2 separate regions of the Callithrix jacchus genome follow, and region 2 is linked to region 1. The links are chromatin contacts, called in public Hi-C maps. All regions are on one chromosome and are shown on one strand. Each heading gives the region's core, a stretch centred on a gene start, on an enhancer-like site or on the middle of the called end of the contact. The rest is flanking DNA. Distances are from core to core; before and after follow the strand shown. Region 1 has its middle 30 kb from the start of TSEN15. Region 2 has its middle 86 kb from the start of EDEM3.

The links. Hi-C and Micro-C count contacts between places; a contact is called where the count stands out from the background.
Region 2: a contact with region 1 is called in a Hi-C map of skeletal muscle, with 11 times the contacts expected there. The contact joins two enhancer-like sites. A contact is called at or near these places in 3 of 3 Hi-C or Micro-C datasets (induced pluripotent stem cells and skeletal muscle).

The regions. Positions count from the first base shown.
Region 1 is chr18:42,252,290-42,258,401 of calJac240_pri, reverse strand. No RefSeq gene overlaps it. Among named protein-coding and RNA genes, the nearest start is that of TSEN15, 30 kb to the right of the region's middle. Within about 2 kb of position 3,026, at least 1 of the 16 cell types and tissues checked has an H3K27ac peak or open chromatin away from gene starts, as enhancers often do. A contact at or near this core is called in skeletal muscle, where this site is marked.
Region 2 is chr18:42,825,227-42,831,338 of calJac240_pri, reverse strand. No RefSeq gene overlaps it. Among named protein-coding and RNA genes, the nearest start is that of EDEM3, 86 kb to the left of the region's middle. Within about 2 kb of position 2,273, at least 11 of the 16 cell types and tissues checked have an H3K27ac peak or open chromatin away from gene starts, as enhancers often do. A contact at or near this core is called in skeletal muscle, where this site is marked.

The DNA.
Region 1 (6,112 bases), core at 1,777-4,276:
ATCTGAGAGTATAACATAATATCAAACAATAAAATGGACTAAGATGACCTTCTTCACACCCTGCTAAACATCTAGGTCCCATTCTTTGGAGGACTGGATGTCAGCTAGTTATCATGTATTCCCTCCTAAGGTGGCAACCTGCACATCAATGGGAAGTGCTTGGAGGCTGCAAAGGGAAGGATCATTGATAGCTTATTGTGTGCTGGGCTTCATTTATCCTCACATAACCATTTCCTTGTGTGAGGAAAACACAACCCTGGAAGGATACATTTTGTCCTTCATTTTGCTGATGAGAAACTGAGATTACACAACTGGCCCATGTCGCTGTTGGCTTTCTGAAGTCAAAAGTCTGCCTTACAAGTATCTTCAGCCTCAAAACTTGAAAGGAGCACAATTCTAATGGTGAATGAACAAGGCCCATGATGGGAGGAATATGTTGCTGTTTTTAACGGGGGTAGAGGTGGAAGAGGGTGATGAGAGTGATGGTGAGAAGAAAAGATCTATGTGGCAAGATCGTTCAGTTACAGTATCACCGAAATATAGAGCTAGCGAGGATCACAGAGAGTACCTGCATCAACTCCTTTCATTTTGTGGAAGTGGAACATTAAGGTCCAAAGTGGATGACTTCTATTCATTTATAGCTAAAGGATTTACAAAAAAAGTAACATTCTTGATTATATTTATAGGTGCCAAGTTTTCTAATGATTTTCTTTGGGATGGGAGACGAGATGACCAATTTTTCACCTAATATTCAAAACCACAGCATTCCCATCTGTGGTCATTAACAGAAGTACAATCCACAATAATTGTATCATTATGTGAGAGGCATTACCATTTCTAAGTAGAGTTTCCAAATTTAGCAGCGTTCACATGTTTTCATTCCCCCCCAAAATGTTGAATAAATAAATGCATAGGTTTGAAATAGAAAAGAGTGTATAATCAAATAGTAAGTAATCTGGCCAGGCACAGTGGCTCATGCCTGTAGTCCCAGTACTTTGGGAGGCCAAGGCAGGCAGATCACCTGAGGTCAGGAGTTCAAGACCAGCCTAACATGATAAAACCCCATTTCTACTAAAAATACAAAAAAAAAAAAAATAGCCAGGCATGGTGATGTGTGCCTAAAATCCCAGCTACTCAGGAGGCTGAGGCAGGAGAATTGCTTGAATTTGGGAGGTGGAGGTTGCAGTGAGCTGAGATAGCGCCCTTGCACTACAGCATGGGAAACAAGAGTGAAACTCTGTCTCCAAAAAAAAAAGTAAGTAACCTTATCAGGCAGATATATTTTGTTTAGAAATCCTTATTTTGATTTCCTAAAACTCTAAGGCAAGTGATCAAAATATAAGAGATCTCATTTCAAAAAGCAAATCATGTGGGATGTGATTTGTCTCATGGCCTGAGAAACATGCAGCTCTGCTTTCTGTACAAAGTGGAAAGGGCAGAAAAGCAGCTGGTCCTTGCCCTCCCATTGGAATGGCAGGAATAGGATGGGGTGGGCAGTAGTCCATTTATGAACATTTGAATGCAATCAAATGAGATTTTTATTGAGCTTCTACTCTGTGTCAAGTACTGTGTTATCATTAGGTGGAATGTAAGATGATAGGTAAGATAAAATGTACCCTCAGAAAGTTAAATAAGTCTGTGAGTGTCAATATGAATTTTAATGACAATGAACACCTTCTGTTTGTAAATGTAGCCAGATAATATCTTGATATATTAACTGATACGTTTTCCCTTCTCAGTAATTCTTGTTACCTGTGAACTTTTTCCCATACAGGCTTTCTTGGCACACTGCCCCAGGAACAGGATTATGCTACAGAACACAAAAAGCAAATGACTGACTTTTGAATTCCAAAATCTAAAATCTTGGCAAAAACAGTATGTTTAGAAGGAAAGTTGATCTGGAAATGGTCAGCATTAGTTTTTCCTACCTCTATGACAAAATAAACCTAAGGGGAAAAACCTGTTGGTGGTAAAAAGTAGCAAAAGCAAAAGAATTAGAATCTTGAATGGGTCATGAAGCAGACACCTGTGGTCCATGCCCTCCGCCCTGACCCAAATGTTGCTGGTGCAGAGGAGAGAAAATAGACAGTCCAAAGGAAGTAGAGGAAATGAAAGGGAATCTGGCTGGCATCCACTCCTACCCTATACCGCCCACTGCTGCCTCCAGGCTCAGGGAAGTCTCCACAAACCCCACATATCCCAGGTTCTTAGGATCTTTCTCCAGCATATTATGAAGACAGCAGAGAATAATGTATGTCTGGGAAAGTGTATCTAGATGGAGAGGACCCAAAACAGCCTGAAAGTTCCCCAGCATATCCATGAAGTTCAGAACTAGATCAAAATTTTCCAAGTGCTCAAGAGAAATAGTCACGAGAACCCCAGATGGACCTCAGGCATTGCAGGATGATGCCCAATTCAGCCACTACCAGTGTGACTGGTGAGAAATCCTAAGGACTGATGTCTGTCCCCCAACTCTCTCCCCATCATATACTAATGCACCCTGAAAGTGCCCTAGATCTATACAAACACTCTATGTTCACAATCCCACATAGACAACTATCCATCCCAGAAGAGCTGCAACCAGGCTCCTCATAAACCCAGCTCCACCCATGCATCCATATTTAACCAGCTTCCTTCAGAAATATTCTTATAGATTTCCACTAATTTTCTATTCTTTAGGCACAACTGCTTTCTTTTTCCATTCTTAGGAAGTAAAGAAAAGGCCCAGACAACATAGTCTGTGTAACAATGTGTGGTGCATATGAAGAACAGAAAGAATAAAATTTCCAGTGAACCTAAGTTCCTGATCCATATAAGATCTCCCTTCTGACCTCTAGAACCTGAGCCATGAAATGGCAAAAAGTCCTCTAGATGGCCCATTTCCCCCAGGGGGTGCTTAGTGCCCTTTCCTTCTTGCAATGTCATTTCACTGTCTTCCCATTACAACATGAAACTCACTCCCATTAAAGTGACAGGACTCAATAGTTTGAGGCTTAACGCCGACTCCTCCTCTGTTCATACAGCTATCCAGTTGTTAAATCTACCTACTGGCTCTCTCCTTTCTATTACTGGAAGTGCTGCTCTCTGAATATTCCTTTTCCTCAATCCAGGGATGTGGCAGAACTGCACTTCCCCTCGTTCTTGAGGTTGATTGAGGCCAGTCACGTGGCTTCCTTTGGCAAGTGAAACGTGGGCAGGAGTAACATGGGCTGTTTCCTAACTGCAGAAAGCAACACTGCAGCACTCTGCTTCCTGCAGCTGGAACTGACAGCATTTCAGATGATGGAGGCCCTGTCACCCTGATTTCCAGAGTAAAGGGCATGTAATGGGCCCTTTCAGTCAGTGGGCAGATAAAATGAGCAAGCAATAAACATTTGTTAAATGAACTTGCTGGTTGTTACTGCATAATAATCTTACCCATCCTGACTAACGTGCCCAGGCTATTATTGTGGTTCAGGCTCTCTCTTCTCATCAATGGCTTTTAACACATGACACTCAAAGTGTGGTTCATACACAGGTATCAATCCATAAACTACTGCTGCACTGTAATGATGTAAGTATAGAAATTGAGAATAAACATTTAGAAATTATTGTAACAGTTAAACTAATTTGACATATTGAATCTAATAATAAAATATTTGGAATTGTCTTTCCCCCAGATCTTAACGTGATGTCTTATTTATTCATGAAGGTGCTACCAAAACGTTTGTCAAATTAAATCGCATTATTAAGTCATGATTAAGAAGTAGAATTATGGTAGAATTTCAAGGCCTTGCAGACAGATCTGAGGAATATTTGGGGTACAAGATCCTTCCTAATTGAGGTGAAATGATCATTTATAAATTTCCGTAGTTTCTCTTTGTGCCAGCACAAAATTTAGCGTCAGCAAGCAGAGAAACTTTCTGAGTTCTTCATTTACTATTAAACATTGTCTTAGGTTTGCCAACATAAAAGCAGGAACATGAATGTGTTTATCTTCTGGAATAAAACTCTGTAAATATATTGCTTATGAATATGTTCTTCAGAATGATTCACAAACAGCTTGACATTTTGATACATTTGTTCAAGTAATAGAGGATAATATAACTGATCCCCAAATCACTTCCTAACTCCCTCCAGGACTGAATAATTTCTTGCCTCTCAAAGACTCTGGCACACACTAATATATTTCTTTGCATCATACAAGAAAGAGGCAGCATAAACAATAGTGAAAACAACAGTGTGCCAGGTATCAGGAGACCTGGATCTAATCTGTATTATCCACTCCACTCACTTGCTACTACATGCAGCTATTACTTAACCACTGTGTCCTATTTCTCTCTTATGAGGATAAAAAGTTAATAACATGTAACATCAGCTCTGTTGTGAGCATCAAGATATACGGTTCTGAAGCACTTAGTGGTGAATAAAGTACAATATGATTATAATTTTGCATTTATGTATAATATTGTCCTTATAATGCTCTCAAATTATTTTGTATCTAGATTTTCTCCTTTCAAGGGAGACAGTAAGCTCCTTAGAGGTTCACTGTGCACTTTTTCTTTGTATCTGATCCAATGCTAAGCCCTTTGGGACAAATAATACACATATGATGATCATTTGAAAACTATTTATCATAAGTTGTTGAACCCATTCACCCTTAAGTAAACTACATAAACTTTATATGTCACAAGACAACTATTTCTCAGTTCACAATGAAAACAGGCTTTTAGAATTTTGGCTGTCTGAGTTCCTTGAGGGCAGAGGTCATGTCTCACCAAGCTTTGTATCCCTAGCATGTACCACAGTATCTGAGCACAGAGAAGGAGCCCAGTTTATATGGACTACATTATGTACCCCTCAAATTCATATATTGAAACCCTATCCCACAATGTGACTGGAATTGGAATAATGCCTTTAGGGAGGCAATTAAAGTTAAATGATATCATAAGGATGGGACCCTAATCTGATGGTGCTGGTGTCCTTATAGGAAAATAAAAAGATGCTGCCAGAGAGCATGTACTCTCATGTGCTGACTCTCTCTCTTTTTCAGTCTCGCCATGCCCCACAGAGAAAAGGCCATGTGGGGACCCAGCCAGAAGGCTGCCATCTGCAAGCCAGGAAAAGAGCCCTTGAGAGTCTGCTAGAACCTTAATTTGAAAGTTCCAGCCTCCAGAACAGTAAGAAGATATATTTCTGTTGTTTAAGCCACCAGGCCATGGTATTTTGTAATGGTTGCCCTAGCTAAGATACCAGTTAATGTCTGAAGATGAAGTGATAAATGAATAACCTTTAATAAAATACTTATTATTATTATTACCTCTACTTAGTACCCAGAAATCTAAAAGGCCAATCTCTGACTTTGCTTAAATTGGCTTTGGGAAAATTTTCAGACTCATTTAAACATTATAATAGCACACCCACCTACTAGACATTTGATTTTTCCATCCACTCTATTAGTGAGTACAAGCAGTTCTTATCCAAAGATCATTAAGAGGATTAGGCTGCAGGAATGGGGGTGGTAAGGAACAGAACAGCTATTGGCCAGAAAGAAGGAAAAATTGTACTATTAATTGTTCAGAGGATAACACACGATTCTGCACATGTAAACACTCAAGGTGAAATGTGGCAGATGAAGAAAGAACTTCTGTGTAGAAGAACTATAAGTTTTGGCAGGAATCACCATGCTGCAGTACTGAAGAGGCCTCCTGCTAGGGGCTACAATGGAAAAAGCGACCTCAGAGAGGAATTCAGAACAGAAATGCTCAGAAAGAGATGAAACAGGAAGCTTTGGTTAAGTCATTTGGTTTCAGGCTTATAAAAGTAAAACATTATTACAGCAAAAAATAAAAAATAAAAATGCTGACTACATGAACTGTGTAGATTACTCTTCTATTCTAATTGTAAATTTGAATTCCAAAGTACTTCTTCCTTCATGTTCTTTGCAAGAGATCTTAGGTGTTTAGTAACATTCTTCTAAAGAGGCTCAGGCAAGAGAAGCAAATACTTAGTCTGCAGCCATAGGACCTAGCTTAGCATTCCACTGAGCTGCCCTAACACAGAGGGCACACCAATTAGGGACTCTAGAAAAGAATGGCAAAGGTGGCACCAGAGAGAAATCCTCACATGCAGT
Region 2 (6,112 bases), core at 1,024-3,523, 570 kb before region 1:
AATTATAATATAATGCTGACACCGACTGTAGTGATAAAATTTTTCCCAGAGAGATCCCCAGTTGCAGCTACTGTTTATTAATAGATTTTCTATGGAGGAGAGAGTTTAGCTATAAAATTTGCAAATAAGACATTTCCCAGGGAGTGTTTCAGATTGGAAGTGAGTTACAGATGAATCTCAAAAACATCAGTATTTATTGATGGGAAGGCTGATGAAAGCCCCAACTCAGAGCAGCAGTAGCCAGAGAGGTAGCAGGGAAATCAGCAAGAGCTCGTGTTTTAGAGAAGAGTTTCCAGCAGTTAGTGTCTAACTGTGCAAGTGGAATAGAAAGGTCTCTAAGGTCCAGCTGAGAAAGCATTCTTTGGGCGTTAGGCAGTAGGAGTTCACTGATGACATAGAAAGAACAGTTTCAGCCAAGAGCTGGATGGAAATCCTGGACGCCACGGCTGGAGGAGGAAGAGGTGGGTGATAAGGCAGTACGAGCAGGGAGGTTGGCTCCATGAAGAACGATGACACCCCCTCCAAGCTGGCCGCCTTGCCTGTACTGCATCTCCACAGCACTCACTCCTGGAATACACACTCCTAGGCTCAAAATCCCTTGTGGTGCTGTTATCACCTGCACAACAAATGTCAATCTTAGCACTAACACCCCATCCTAGCCCAAACCTGGGTTACAATGATTTATATAACTCCAGTCTTTGCCAGTGGATTATTCTCTTTGGGAATTGTCCCTCTAGGGAATGTACCATTTCACATTTGGCATTACATGTCGCCCCACTTCTATCCATCATGATATGCACTCAACCCATGTGACTGAATGGAAAGTGACACATGGAATGAATGAATGATACTAACACTGTCTTTGTAATAGTGGATTTCCAAGTCCCCAAATGGAAGTTGATTGTAATTTATAATTCTCCTTTGTGAAATGTCTCAGCAACTTGAAAGACTCTCTATATAAATGTAGCACTCTGTTGTCGCTCAGTCACTATCAACCTGTTTTATTTTGGCGGTTTGAGTTACCTTAATGTTTCCTCATTATAAATTGACCAGTTCAGTTGAGATCAAGATCTCCGACTGCGATCGGGTTCTGCTGGTGATCTGGAAGCACTGCCATTCAGTATGATACTAACACATAACACGTGTCCCATCCGCTGTCGGACTTCGGACTCCTGCACAGAATCCCCAGAACAATAATAGACTTTGCTTCGTGATTCCTCTGGCGACGCATTTATTTTAGTTCTTCTGGCAGAGCTGGAGACTTGCACGACTAATTTGCTCTGACGTTGTTTTCTAATTAGGTGTCTTGACACAGCAGGCATTCCAGTCTCTTACATTTCTTTTGTTTCTCTAATGTGCCAGGAAACTGTCTGCTTTTCAGCTGCCTCATCGTTCAGAAATGTTACCTGCCCTGTGAAATGAGGTAACACATGGAAGGCACCTGGCCCAGAACGTGGCACCTGAGAGATGGTTGAGATCCTTCATTCCATTGCCCTGTTTCCTCTCTTTGCCTTCATACCTTCTGGTGCTTTAGTTAACCTCAAAGATAAAAATGTTACCATTGTAAGGTTTACATTTTTCTTCATCCCAAAATAGAACTCAGTAACTCTATAAGCAGATACTATATGGATTCAACATTTCATTTCCTCTTCTTATAGGGTACAAGTTAGGAATTTTTATTCGCTCTGCTTTTTAGAGAAAGAAACCTTAACTTTTCTCAAGTAACCGAGGTTGCAGAATGGATCTATAAGGAACGTGGGGCAAGAACCCGCAGGTGACTCTCTTCAGAAATCTTCATCCTCACCCCTGCACCAGACTGCCTTTCACACACGGGCTCGCAGAGGCCAGCTGGGCCTCTGGAGAAGCCAGCACCCTGTCCTGTCCTGAAGGCGTTCCTCCAGGCAGAAGGGAAGTGTGCCTGACTCCAGCGGTAAGCACCGCACCCTGCGGCGCCGAGGGAATCCAGGCGCAGGGCTTGGTACTTCCCCATCCCCTCCTCTGTGCTGCCCGCGTGGAGTCCCATCTGGAATGTGGAGGAAGAATTTCCTGCAGCAAGCGCACAGCTCGACCCCCTCCCTCCCTGCCAGGCCTCCCTCGCCAACTCCGTGCCCACTTTCAGCCCTGAGGGGCGCGAACAGCAGGTGCTCGGGCCGCCCTCGCCCTTGGTGTTCTGGGAGCCCATTGTCTAATTTTGCTCGGGCCTGGCCTGCTTCCTTTTTAGTCCTGGGCACGTGGGCAGAGTACAAGCTAATTGGCAGGGCTGCTCCAAATCCCAAAGAACGCGGGCGCTGCCTGCTCGCCAGCGGGAGGGCCGTGTGCCCAGCTTGCGCCCTGCGGTTTTCCGAGGCCCGGGAGAGGCCACCTGCCGGTCGAAGGCTTACCAGGGAAAATCAGGTCCTGACAGCCGGGCAGGGCAACCCCCAGAGGAAGGGAGACTCAGCTGCTCGCGATGGCTGGTCAGACGGAGGAGAATCAACCTGGGGCGAGGAAGGGGCCCTGAAGGGACAGAGGTGAGCGTATCCCCCAGCCCCCGGCCAGGCAGAAGCCACGCAGACCCCTAGGTTGCTGGGCGACGATAGGGGGAAGAGGAGGCCGCCCCCCAGCTCCGCAGCACCAGCGCCCTCACCTCGGGGAGACCGAAGCGTCGATCCCGCCTGCGGACGGCTGGGGGCGCTGCGCGTCAACCGAAGGCAGAGATGCTGGCCCGGGCGAAGCAGCCGCTCCCGAAGAGGGCTCCGCGGCGGGGGAAGCTCTGCGCAGAGTGCGGAGGAGGCGCCTTTGTCGCCGGGTGTCTCTGCAGGTCTCCGCGGTGCCTCCGAAGTAACCTGCCGTTACCCAGCGCTGAGCTAAGGGCTTTTCTTCACGGTGTCATTGAATGCTCGCAGCCACCCTTTAAGGAAAACGATCTTGCAGTCGTTATTTTACTAGAAATGGAAGCTCAGGGCCACCCCTGGCCCGTGGAGACGTTCCCGCAGAGCGGTCGTGTGGCTGGCCTGGAACTTCGCGAATTCCGTCGGACAGAAGTCCATGCCCGTCACCATTAGGCCTCCCACACAAAGATACTTTGTGCGGGGACTTGAGCACAGAAACTCACAGAGGACGAGTTTCTTAGTTTCGTCATCTCTGAAATGGGAACAATGATAATATGATTCCCATCTTGCAAGGCTTTGGGGAAGGTTAGAGCGAATGTAAAAATGTCCCTGGGAGAGGTCCTTGTGGGTTAAGGTGCGGGGGCCGCCCCCAGCCCCTCCCCGGGCGCTCAGAGGGATGTGGGAAGACTGTGGAGCCCACGTTATCGATGCTGTTTCTTTGAAATTAAACCTCCGTCAGAAAACACTGCATGACATCGAAATGGAATAGATGTTGAGGCTGAATGTGAGGTCATAGATTTTGTTTCTATTTTTACATTTATATTTTCTAAGTAAAAATAATATGTATCATGTTTTCTGATTATAATTGTAGTATGTGATGTATCAATTGTGGAAAATACAGAAACTGTAAAAGACGAACTGAGAAAACCTTTGCTTCTCACTGTTCACGGCTAACTGCGTTCAAATAATTTGTGTTCAAATAATTCACAGATAACTACTGTGTTATAATAACTGTTCAAATAATTCATAGATAACTACTGTGTTATAATAACTGTGTTCAAATAATAACTGTGTTCAAACAATTCACAGATAACTACTGTTCAGAATTTTAGACAACTCTGGAGGCTGAGGTGGGAGGACTGCTTGAGCCCAAGAGTTCGAGGCTGCAGTGAACTATGACTGTACCACTGGACCTCAGCTTAGATAACCAGCAAGATCCTGTCTTTAAAAAATAAAATTAAAATTAAAAAATATTTAATTAAAAATTGTAATTAACAATAATGTATTGCATATCTCAAAACAATTACAAGGGAAGAATTCTAATGTTCATGACACAAGAAGATAAATATTTGAGGTCATAGACATCCCGATTACCCTGACTTGAGATTACATGTTGCAGTTGTATACATGTATCAAAATACCACATGTACCCCCATATAACCATGATATATCAATTAAACATATGAAAAAGAGATAACTACTCATTTTTCCTTTATTTTCAGTGTTTCATTAATACATTTACTGTTTGACAGAATTGGTATCACATTACAGGTCACTATAGTATACTCCTCTTTTAAAATGTAATATTTCATAAACACTATACCATGAATCAAATAATCTTAACACATATAAGAATTAATGATTGGTTTCCAATTTTCTTTGCAAAGTTGTTCATTATTTTTGCAAAAGAAAAATATATTTATGCTTGAAAGAACTTTACTATGCTAAAAATATACTTGTAAGAGGGATGCACTGCTCTGCCCAGCAGTGCAGCGGGTTATGTTTGATGTCTAGTGCAGGTCTGGTGAAAGGGGATAAGCCTCCAGTAGTGACCGTGATATGTGAAATGGAGATAAAGATGGTTGATTATGTGACGATTAAATGAGATTAGATAGGCAATGTGTCTCTAGGACAGTGTGAACCACGGTGAATGCTCAGTCATGACAAAATTATGTTAGTCAAGGGCAATGCTAAGAGAGGATGATGGGTGTTGGTTGGGGTTGACCTGGAGAATGGGAGGACGGCCCTGCCAGTGGTGTGCAGAAGCCAGCTCTCATAGGACCTCAAAAGCCAATGTTAAATACTCAGGAACTTTACAAGCTGGTTGTAAAAGATTGTGACATTTCACTGGTAGCTTGAAATCTGTGACGGGGTGAGCATTTACGCCACCAAAATTGGAAAGCAGCAAACGCTTCATCATCGTCTGTGTACCTATGCACTTTTCAGAGAGCTGACTTTACCGGCGCACCACTAGCAGGGATAATCCAAAGGCTTTGCTGCTTCTCAAAGTGGTGGAGCCTACAGGAATTGCTTGTGAGGGCTTGTAAAGCATTAGTAGATTTTGTTAAGATGGTGTGTGATAAACATGAGCTGAAATCTTGGTCTGATTGCCCTTGCTGTAACTGGAGGAAGGAATAGGGAAGCATAAGCTTTGGGGAACCTAACAGGGCAAACCAGGGGAGTTTTTGTTTATGTTCCAAAACCGGAAATAACTGGATTAGACAATAAGATGCAGGAGATGGGAAGCCCTGTCACTTGGAGTGACAAAGACCTGTTAGTAAATGGGAGGCTCGGGGCTGGAGAGACATTCTTGGCCAAGAGAAAATTGTGTGAAGGAGTTGAATTGGTGAACACAGCAGTCTCTTTTACCATAGAAGACAGATGGCAAGGATCAGAGTCATAGGGTCCGTGCGCTCGAAGGGTTCACAGATCACTGGTCCACCTTCTTCATCTGACCCTGTCGATCACTTCTGAGATCCTCCACCCCACCTGCAGGTGTTCAGGTGCAGGCTACAGTCTTCCTCTCCCACTTCTCTGTTCTGCCAGCACACTATTGCGTCTGTGCCCTCTGCCTCGCAGTGTGGGTTTTCCAAAGGCAGAATCAAGGACAGAGTTCCTCAAGAAGACTTCAAGATGTTTTAGAGATCAACACCTTGGAAAGGAGGAAAAGAAGGAGAATAGGGCCTGAAAAGGGAGCTTTAATGCAGACCCGATAAAGCTCTGCCAAACAGGTGAAGACTGGAGAGACGATTGCTTTGCTCAGTCCCCAAAAGAAAGCTGCTCAGGAAGGGGCAGTCAGGGGCAAGGAGACTGCCTGCAGCTGAGGCAGACCCCGGAGGGACAGAGGCAGGGGACTAAGTACAATCCCACAGCGGGCTGCTTTTGGGGAGGTGGCAGAGAAGACACAGCTTTCTTACTCCTCCCCAGTGAGGCAGCAGCCTCCTTAACTACCCTCAATATTGCTGCTCTGTAGAGGAATTTTCTGAAGGGCTGGAAACATCAGAAAGGAAGTAGGACATAGTAGATATGCCGTAACTGGTGTCAAAGGTGGCCACTTTCAGGGCTCACAGGTCCAGGCGGACCTGTGCTCGGCCTCTCCAGAGGGTTTTGGGGCCAGGCTGCATTGGCTGGGTCTCCTCACCCTGCGTATGACTTCCTGCCTCAGCCCAGCTCAGGGCCTGGCTTCCCAGGTTCCGTTTCTTGTACTAGGATCTACCCTTTCTCTGCATTTTTCAAAGTGG